Regions from separate parts of the Oryctolagus cuniculus genome. Here region 1 is linked to region 2. The links are chromatin contacts, called in public Hi-C maps. All regions are on one chromosome and are shown on one strand. The core of a region is the stretch at or near the end of the contact, and the rest is flanking DNA. Distances in the headings are between cores, read along the strand shown. Region 1 holds the start of LIX1 (limb and CNS expressed 1). Region 2 holds the start of ERAP1 (endoplasmic reticulum aminopeptidase 1).

Region 1 (3,890 bases), core at 1,302-3,801, 330 kb after region 2:
GGTTCCAGAAATGAAGTTATATGACAAATGGTTTAATAGTATTGTGAGATTTGGAAAGCTTGACTGGATTGGTTTTCATGATCAATTTTTAAGAAGATTTTGAAATTACTTTGTATGGCAGTATGGGGGGGGGTTAAAGTTGGGAGGCAGCTCATTTTATTGGCCTTTTAACTGAAGTGTTATAATTTATTGGCAAAATTTAAAAGCTCAGTGGTGATTTGTTAATTTTTGTTTGCCACAAAAATTTTCAGACACAGTACTTAGCACCGTGAATTTACACTGTAGAAGATTAAACATGTTAACAAATATAGATGTATTTTATGATCATTTCTAGGTTATTTTTAGTCAGCTTTGCGTTATTTAAAAAGCATCTGGGAAAGTTACTGATGACTTCGGCAGGTCTTAGATTTTAGAAGAGACTTCTAAACAGCTAGACACATCACTGACAAAGCAACCCGGCGCCTAGTGCCTGTAGGTGAGATGCAATCACTCTTCTGACTGAAGTCAGGAACAAGTTAAATATCACTTAGACCACAGCGCAGGACTACAGAGGTTTAGGAGAAATCGGACTTAAATAGAATGTGACTAGACGTTGAAGACTATTTTCTAAAAAAGTAAAAAAGAAAAAAAAAAACAAAACCCCACCCTCTCCCCCTCCAGTACTTACAGTCTTTGAAGACCAGAGCCGGGTCTCTGTGAGGCAAGGCTTGGGCAATGATGTGTCTCAGAGATTCCAGGGTTCTGTCCATCTCGGGTCTGCCTGTGCGCGCCTCCTGCACAGGGTGTCCTCATGCCTGGATTCTTGCAGTCCTGGACTGAATCTGTGCAGCTCATTGATGCACTGGATTACCAAAGAATCCCTTTTAACATCTGCCAATCAGACATTTCCCAGAAAGTGAGGACCCCTCAGGGGGCCCTCCTCCCAGGCTCACTTATCTTTGTTGTGTGCTGAGCTAATTAGCTCGAAGGGCTGGCTGACAGGCCGGTTCCCTTGCCGCCTCCTGTTCAACACACCCACCTACAGGCTAGCAGGGGAAGCTCGCTCAGCCTGCTTTGCTCTGCAGCCAGATTTTGCCTTAATGCTGTGCGGCTTTCTCTCTGGGAAACCTTTTTCGGCCCTCGATTGTCCACTGTGCTGCCCCCAGGACAAGGGAATCAAGAAACTCATTTCTCCAGGGAATTTCCTAAATGCCAGAGGAACGGTAGGGGTACACTGTAGACCCCCTTCAGTAAAGGAATGAGGGTGCCCCATTATGCTTCACATTAGAGTTCAGGAACAGCTCTTCTGGAAGCCACGGGTGAGCTCCCACCCCTCTTCCCCACATTACAGTCGCTTCTGATGAACTCTGGCAAGCACGACCTGCGAGACTGTCTCACAGCCTGCCTGGGAACACTTGTTTCCCTGTTTTGCCCTTCAAAGCAAATCATCTCCAAGGTTGACTTTAATTAATTCTGATATCATTCACTTCCTTTTACTTCATGATAATTCTTTCTAAAAATTTCAGTAGAAGCAAAAAAAAAAATCTACTTTTCCAAAGATTATAAGTAGCTATTAAAAGATCTTAAGAAAACAGAGCTGCTTTTTCTACCAGTGTTGGCCACCACCCATTACGATTTGCTAAATGCTCTTCCTACAGGAGACACAAATAGAAGTCACATGATTGCACTGCAATAAAAGCTACAGCAAATACAAAATAACTCATTTTAAAGGCTGTAACCTGTGGTAGTTGTTGGAGGGTTGTTGAGGAATTCTTTATTTAAATTTTTTTCCCAGGGTAGACATAAGAAATTGCTTTCCAACTTTCAGATTCCATAATTATGCTGTGTTTTATGAAGAACTGAAACCAATCCTTTAAATAAAGACTATATAAAAATGCCTTCCATGTGATCAGTTTCTTCAGCTATTTGGTAGAAGTCTGGGCCTAATAAAAAGAAGGTGGAAGAATGGGGCTATCATGATTTTCACATAGCAAATGCTCATAGGGAATGTATGTCACACAAAATACACAAGCATGGGGCTGCCCCAGACCACAAAGACATCTATCTATCTGTTGATCGACTGATGGATGTATCTGTCCATCCATCCATCCATCCATCATCATTATCATCTATCTATAAATGGATATAATCTAGAAAGAACTGGAAAGAAGTAGCACTTCATGCTGAGATACTTGCTTAGGGTTCCACAGTGCACTCTACATGGGCTGTACCAAAAGTGAACATGGTCAAGATCCTTGCCATCCAGGAGTTTATAGTTTAAAATGCAAACTATGGTTTGTAGACAAAAACTCTAATTCTTGGACACAAAATATGAGTGAATGTAAATACTTTCAGTGTGATACTGAATTGGAAACCAATATATTTAATGTTTTTGTTAAAGAAGCAGGAGAAATGGCCGGTGGCACCGTGGCTCACTAGGCTAATCCTCCACCTGGGGCGCCGGCACCCTGGGTTCTAGTTCCGGTTGGGGCACCGGATTCTGTCCCAGTTGCTCCTCTTCCAGTCCAGCTCTCTGCTGTGGCCCGGGAAGGCAGTGGAGGATGGCCCAAGTGCTTGGGCCCTGCACCCGCATGGGAGACCAGGAGGAAGCACCTGGCTACTGGCTTCGGATCAGCGCAGCGCACCGGCTGCAGCGGCCATTTGGGGGATGAACCAATGGAAGGAAGACCTTTCTCTCTGTCTCTCTGTCTCTCTCTCTCATTGTCTAACTCTGCCTGTCAAAACAACAACAACAACAAAAAAAACAAAACAAACAAAAAAAAGAAATGAATGATGCTTGGAATTCAATCAGTAAATGGGCATTTCTATGGGTGTAAGTTTAATTCCAGCAGTACTTAAAAATATTTTAGCGGCTGGCATAATGGATTAAGCTACTACCTGAGATGCTGGCATCCCATATATGTGCAGTTCAAGTCCTGGTTGCTCTACTTCCAATCCATCTCTTTGCTAACGTGCCTGGGAAAAGCAGCAGCAGCTGGTCCAAATACTTGGACCACTGCACCCACATAGGAGACCCAGAAGGAATTCCAGGCTCCTGGCTTTGACCTGGTCCAGCCCCAGCCACTGGCAGCCACTGGAGGAGTGAACCAGCAGATGGAAGATCTCTGTCTCTCTCTGAAACTTTGTCTTTCAAATAAATAAAAATCTTTAAAATATATGTATACATTATGTTATATATGTATTTATATATTATATATATATATATATATATATGTTGTACAATGTGGTGAGAGGAACACTGAATTTAGGATCAATAAGACCTAGGATTTGAATTTTGTTATCTGTATAACCTTGAGGAAGAAGCCACTTATCTTCTCTGGGCTCACAGTCCTCATCAACCAATTTATTAAGTTAAGCTGGATGCTCTCAATCAGTTCTAATATCTATGGTTCCATGACTACATCATAAATGGACACAAATATTAGAACAGATTGTCTAGTGTGGGGAGCAGCCCCGGACTGGACTGAGTTACTGGAATTAAGACTTATTCTATGCATCTGCTCTCCCACAATATGGTGCTGGGAGAGAAGTAAACAGCTTCCGCACAGCTGCCTCCAGTTCAACCAATAAACTGTAGGACTTGCTACTGATTGGAGGAGAGCAGCGTACTCGGCGTGTGGGCAGCCGAGTTGGGATTGGCGGAGGAGGACTATAAAGGAGGAGAGAGACGGCATTCACCAGGAACATCTAAGGGGAACATCTGAAGGAACACCTGTGCAGCCCCCGAGAGAGCAGGCCGGCGGTGTGCCGCTCCCCTGCGTAAGTGGGGAATGTGGCCAGGGGGAACTGCCCTTCCACGGAGGTGGAAGGGACAGTAGCCAACCCGGGAAGAACCAGCAGCAAACCCGGGGAGGGCCGAGCAGACGAAAGAACAGCGCAGGGTCCTGTGT
Region 2 (3,963 bases), core at 1,130-3,629:
AGCCTCATAAATAACTGTAGATATATACTAACACACTCACATATACTAAGTTTGCAGCCAGGAAAACGCCCAGCTTTGAGCTCCTGCTCTGCCACCCGACACTGTGACCCTGGGCAAGTTGATCCAGCTGCCTCTTTATTTCCAGTTGTATTTTCTTCACGTGTGAAATAACAACATCTCTCTCACAGGATTGTTGGGAACACTGAACGGGTTCTACATGTATTTATTCAGAATCAATTGCTAAGAGCCAGCAACACCAGGTCTCTGACCTCACAGCAGGAGCTGGGGGTTTTTAATGAGATCGGACAAAGGCACAGCCTCATTAACCACCACACACATGAACTAAAAGAGTGTAAAGGCAGAAGGATCTCCACTGGCAAAGGGGCTAAAATATTTCAGCTGAGACGCACAGGACAAACACAAGTTAGCGAAGACAAGGCAGTGTGCCAAGAGGGACCTGTACGCGCCTTTGCAGGCTCAGAGACAGTAGAGGGCGCTGTTTGGGACCAGGCAGCCTTGCAGGCTTGGTTAGGACTTCGGACGGTTCCTAAGGGTGGTAAGGAGCCACTGCAAGGATTTTTTGCTAGGAGGTATCAGGGTTCAGTTCACATTTTTTTTTTTTTTGACAGGCAGAGTGGACAGTGAGAGAGAGAGACAGAGAGAAAGGTCTTCCTTTGCCGTTGGTTCACCCCACAATGGCCGCCACAGCTGGCACACCGCACTGATCGGAAGGCAGGAGCCAGGTGCTTCCTCCTGGTCTCCCATGGGGTGCAGGGCCCAAGCACTTGGGCCACCCTCCACTGCCTTCCGGGGCCAGAGAGCTGGCCTGGAAGAGGGGTAACCAGGACAGAATCCGGCGCCCCGACCGGGACTAGAACCCGCCCGGTGTGCCGGCACCGCTAGGTGGAGGATTAGCCTAGTGAGCCACGGCGCCGGCCTCAGTTCACATTTTAAGAAAAACCAGCTTGGCTGCTGTGTGTACAGTGGAAGGCTGGAAAGCACTGAGAATGAAGGGAGGAGGCCAGTTAGGAACCCGGGCAGGGCTTCAGCCTGTGGCTTGTGCAGAGGTGGAAGAGGCCCCGCTGGATGGACCCATCATTTGTATCAGGGCAAACCCAAGTCGGGGGTGAGAGAGGTCAGCATCAGGCCTGGGGGCCAGGTGTCTAGAATGAGCATCTTCTCTGAGCTGGGGGGGGACTTCGGGAGGAACAGATTGAATTGTATTGCCGGGATGGAAGGGGAATCTTGTTCATCGTTTGGTTTAGTTTGTGATGTCTGAGACGTCCAAGGGGATCAAGCAGACAGGCAGTTAAAGGCACAGGTCTAGAGCGTGGAGCTAAAGGCTTTCAACAATGTCCCTGAACCTGACTGTACTGCCTCAAACAGTTTTTGAAAGGATCTCCCTTTGGCATCGGACCAGCCACAAGCAGAGCGTCTTTCACTTTCAGTGATCCCGATGGAAGGGCAGCAGGCTGTTGGCTAAGTTCACCTCTCCGCCAGGAAGAGTCTAAGGTGCCTTTGCAACGACTCTGTGTAGGCTGCTTTCGATTCTGCCTCACCAAGGAGGCCGCTGGCAACCGGGCCTTAACTGGAATACGTGGTGCATGGCCAAATCCTCAGGGAAGGGACTCTAACCAATCCTGTAAAGTCTGCCTAGTGCTCCCCCCACCCCACCCCACCGCCAGACTGTTGACCACAGCCTAAGTTCAGAGTAAATTCGGGCATTCTCTAGAAAACAGCCGTTTCTGAACTGGCCCGCACCATAAACGTCCATTGGCCGAGAGCACTGGGGAAGCACCTGCTTCCCCTTCCTCTCACGGATTAACTCCGAGGCCCACCTGGCTTGGGAGGCACCCGCAGGGACATTTAATTTGCTTAAGATAATTAAATAATAAAACCCGGGTAGCTCCCGAGCGAAGCGGGAGCGAGAAATACGGGTGAGTACGGGTTAAGGCGGCTGGGCAGCGACCCGGGGGACACCTGCGGCCCGCCCCTCCCCAGGGCTCAGCCAGGGGCCACCCTCCTTTCTCAGCCGCCCTCGCGCGGGGTCCCCAGCCCCCGGCCCACGAGGGGCCGGCTGCACCCGGCCGGGGCGCGCACGGAGCCAGCGCAGAGCAGCAGCCGGCCGGCGCCCGCCGCCTCCTCCCGCCGGGCTGGTGCCCGCGGCGCCCGCGGCCCTCCCGGGAGCCCTCAGGGAAGGGGCCCGCCCCGCAGCCCCCTGCCCGCACCCGGGCCCCGCGCCCCTGCTCACCCTCGCGCCGCCGCCGCCGCCGCCGCCCGCCTGGAGCCTCCGCGACCGAAAGTGAAAGCGGGGCCGGCGGCGGGCGGGCGGGCGTGGAGGAGCGCGCGGCCCGAGCCCCAGCTGCAGGCCCCGAATAGCCCCGGCCGAAAGGGGCGCTGGTGGGGAACCCCGGGAGCGGGGCCTAGTGCGAGGCCGCCGTCCCCAAGGCGGGGGTCGGGAAGTGGGGGCTGCAGGCCCGGGATGGCAAGGCAAGGATCGGGCGGGCAGCAGCGCCCCTCTCAAGGCTGGCCCTTCCCTCGCAGTGTCTCTGGGAGCTGGGTTTGGCTTTGCGTGGCTGGCCGCGGGATGCAGGACCACGCGGCCGCTTCGGAGGGGGTCCGATGCCCGGCTGGAGCTCGCGGGTCCGCCAGGCCGGCACGAGCACGACGCCCATTGGACGCAGGGGGTGTCCGTCATCCTCTCTCTGCGAATGGATGCAGAGCTCTGAGGGCCCGCCCCAGAAACTTGTCCCCGGGGACTCTCGCGCCTGTTGCCGGAAGCCGAGCCGCGGGTGCGCGCCGAGAGGCTGGGCGGGCCGTGCAGGAGCGAAGGGCCGGGACATCCCCAACCGCTCACCGCCAGGGGGCGCCGTGAGCCCCGCTAGGCTCGGAGGCTTGTCTTAACCGTGCCCCCAGCGTTTTCAGACGCCTTAGGTTGTGCGCGGCCGTGGCCCCTGGGGGCAGCCCGGGCTGTCTCCTGCCTCCGTCGGAGGGCTGGGTGAGGACGCCTGGGAACGGTGTCGCCCAGCCATCGCAGGCCTCCTTTCGCATACAACATTGAGTTCTGCGTCTTCTCTGCGGTCTCGGGCCGTTTTCTAACACAAACATGGGCGCCGTGTCCCAGACTCATCTGGGGCGGCATCCAGGGGAGGTTTTCTGTTTGTTTTTTATTAACACGCAGCAAGCTTGGGGTTCGTCCCGGGAGCCGGTGGTTTCTGCGGGTTCGGAGGAGGGAGGCGGGCGGGGGCCGTGGCTTCCCGTCCATCAGACCCATTCACGTCCTCGCTTTCCTTCTGCGAGGTCTGTCCTGGTTTCCCGTTCGGTTTCCAGTCAGCTTTCTTTTACAATAGCTCTGAGAGGCGGGAGGGCAGGGCGGACGAGCCAGAGCAGCCCTGGGGGCTGACAGAGAAGAAGGCGGGAAGACCATCTTACCACTGTCCTTTTTGATAGAAAATCTTACCCAGAATCAAGACGTAGAAAACTCACCAAAGCAGAGCTGTTCCGATTAACAGGGCAGCTGCTTCCATTCAGGTTCTGCCCACTGCCCCCTCCCCCAACACACACACACACACACACACACACACACACACACACACGTTGAGGGCCCTGAGATATCTCCCTAGCTCCCAGGGCCCCAGAACTCAATTCTTTTAATGCTAATTTTAGAAAGAATATCTTCATATTCTCGATAAAGAGGATGACACTTTTCCCCCTAGGTGCCCGATTGCAAGCTGTCCTGCTGAACAAAATCTGTGTCATTTTATTTATAATCAGAAACAGAAAAGCACAGATATCAAATTAAGAGCCGGAGACACTTGTTTTGAGCTCTTGACAGCTAACAAAGTCCTGTGAAGTGTTGCAGTTTGCAAGCATTCTCATATTGGTGTAGGCAGGCAGATAGCGTAAAATCCATTAGGTTTGTGATCTGGAAGACCACGCCCTCACCACGCCTCTGTGTGATCT

What was found. A called contact is a pair of places that touch in the nucleus more often than the background predicts.
Region 1: a Hi-C map of an unstated tissue shows a contact between it and region 2, with 3 times the contacts expected there. The contact joins the promoter of LIX1 here to the promoter of ERAP1 in region 2. A contact is called at or near these places in 6 of 6 Hi-C or Micro-C datasets (ear pinna, embryonic fibroblasts, liver and 3 more).

The regions. Positions count from the first base shown.
Region 1 is chr14:19,808,417-19,812,306 of mOryCun1.1, forward strand. It overlaps LIX1 (limb and CNS expressed 1), which reads right to left and starts at 2,552. Exons shown (of 6, transcript XM_002713928.5): 1 at 668-2,552. The coding sequence starts at 749. The region is part of intron 10 of RIOK2 (RIO kinase 2); the gene reads right to left.
Region 2 is chr14:19,479,663-19,483,625 of mOryCun1.1, forward strand. ERAP1 (endoplasmic reticulum aminopeptidase 1) reads right to left here and starts at 2,380. Exons shown (of 19, transcript XM_002713943.5): 1 at 2,252-2,380.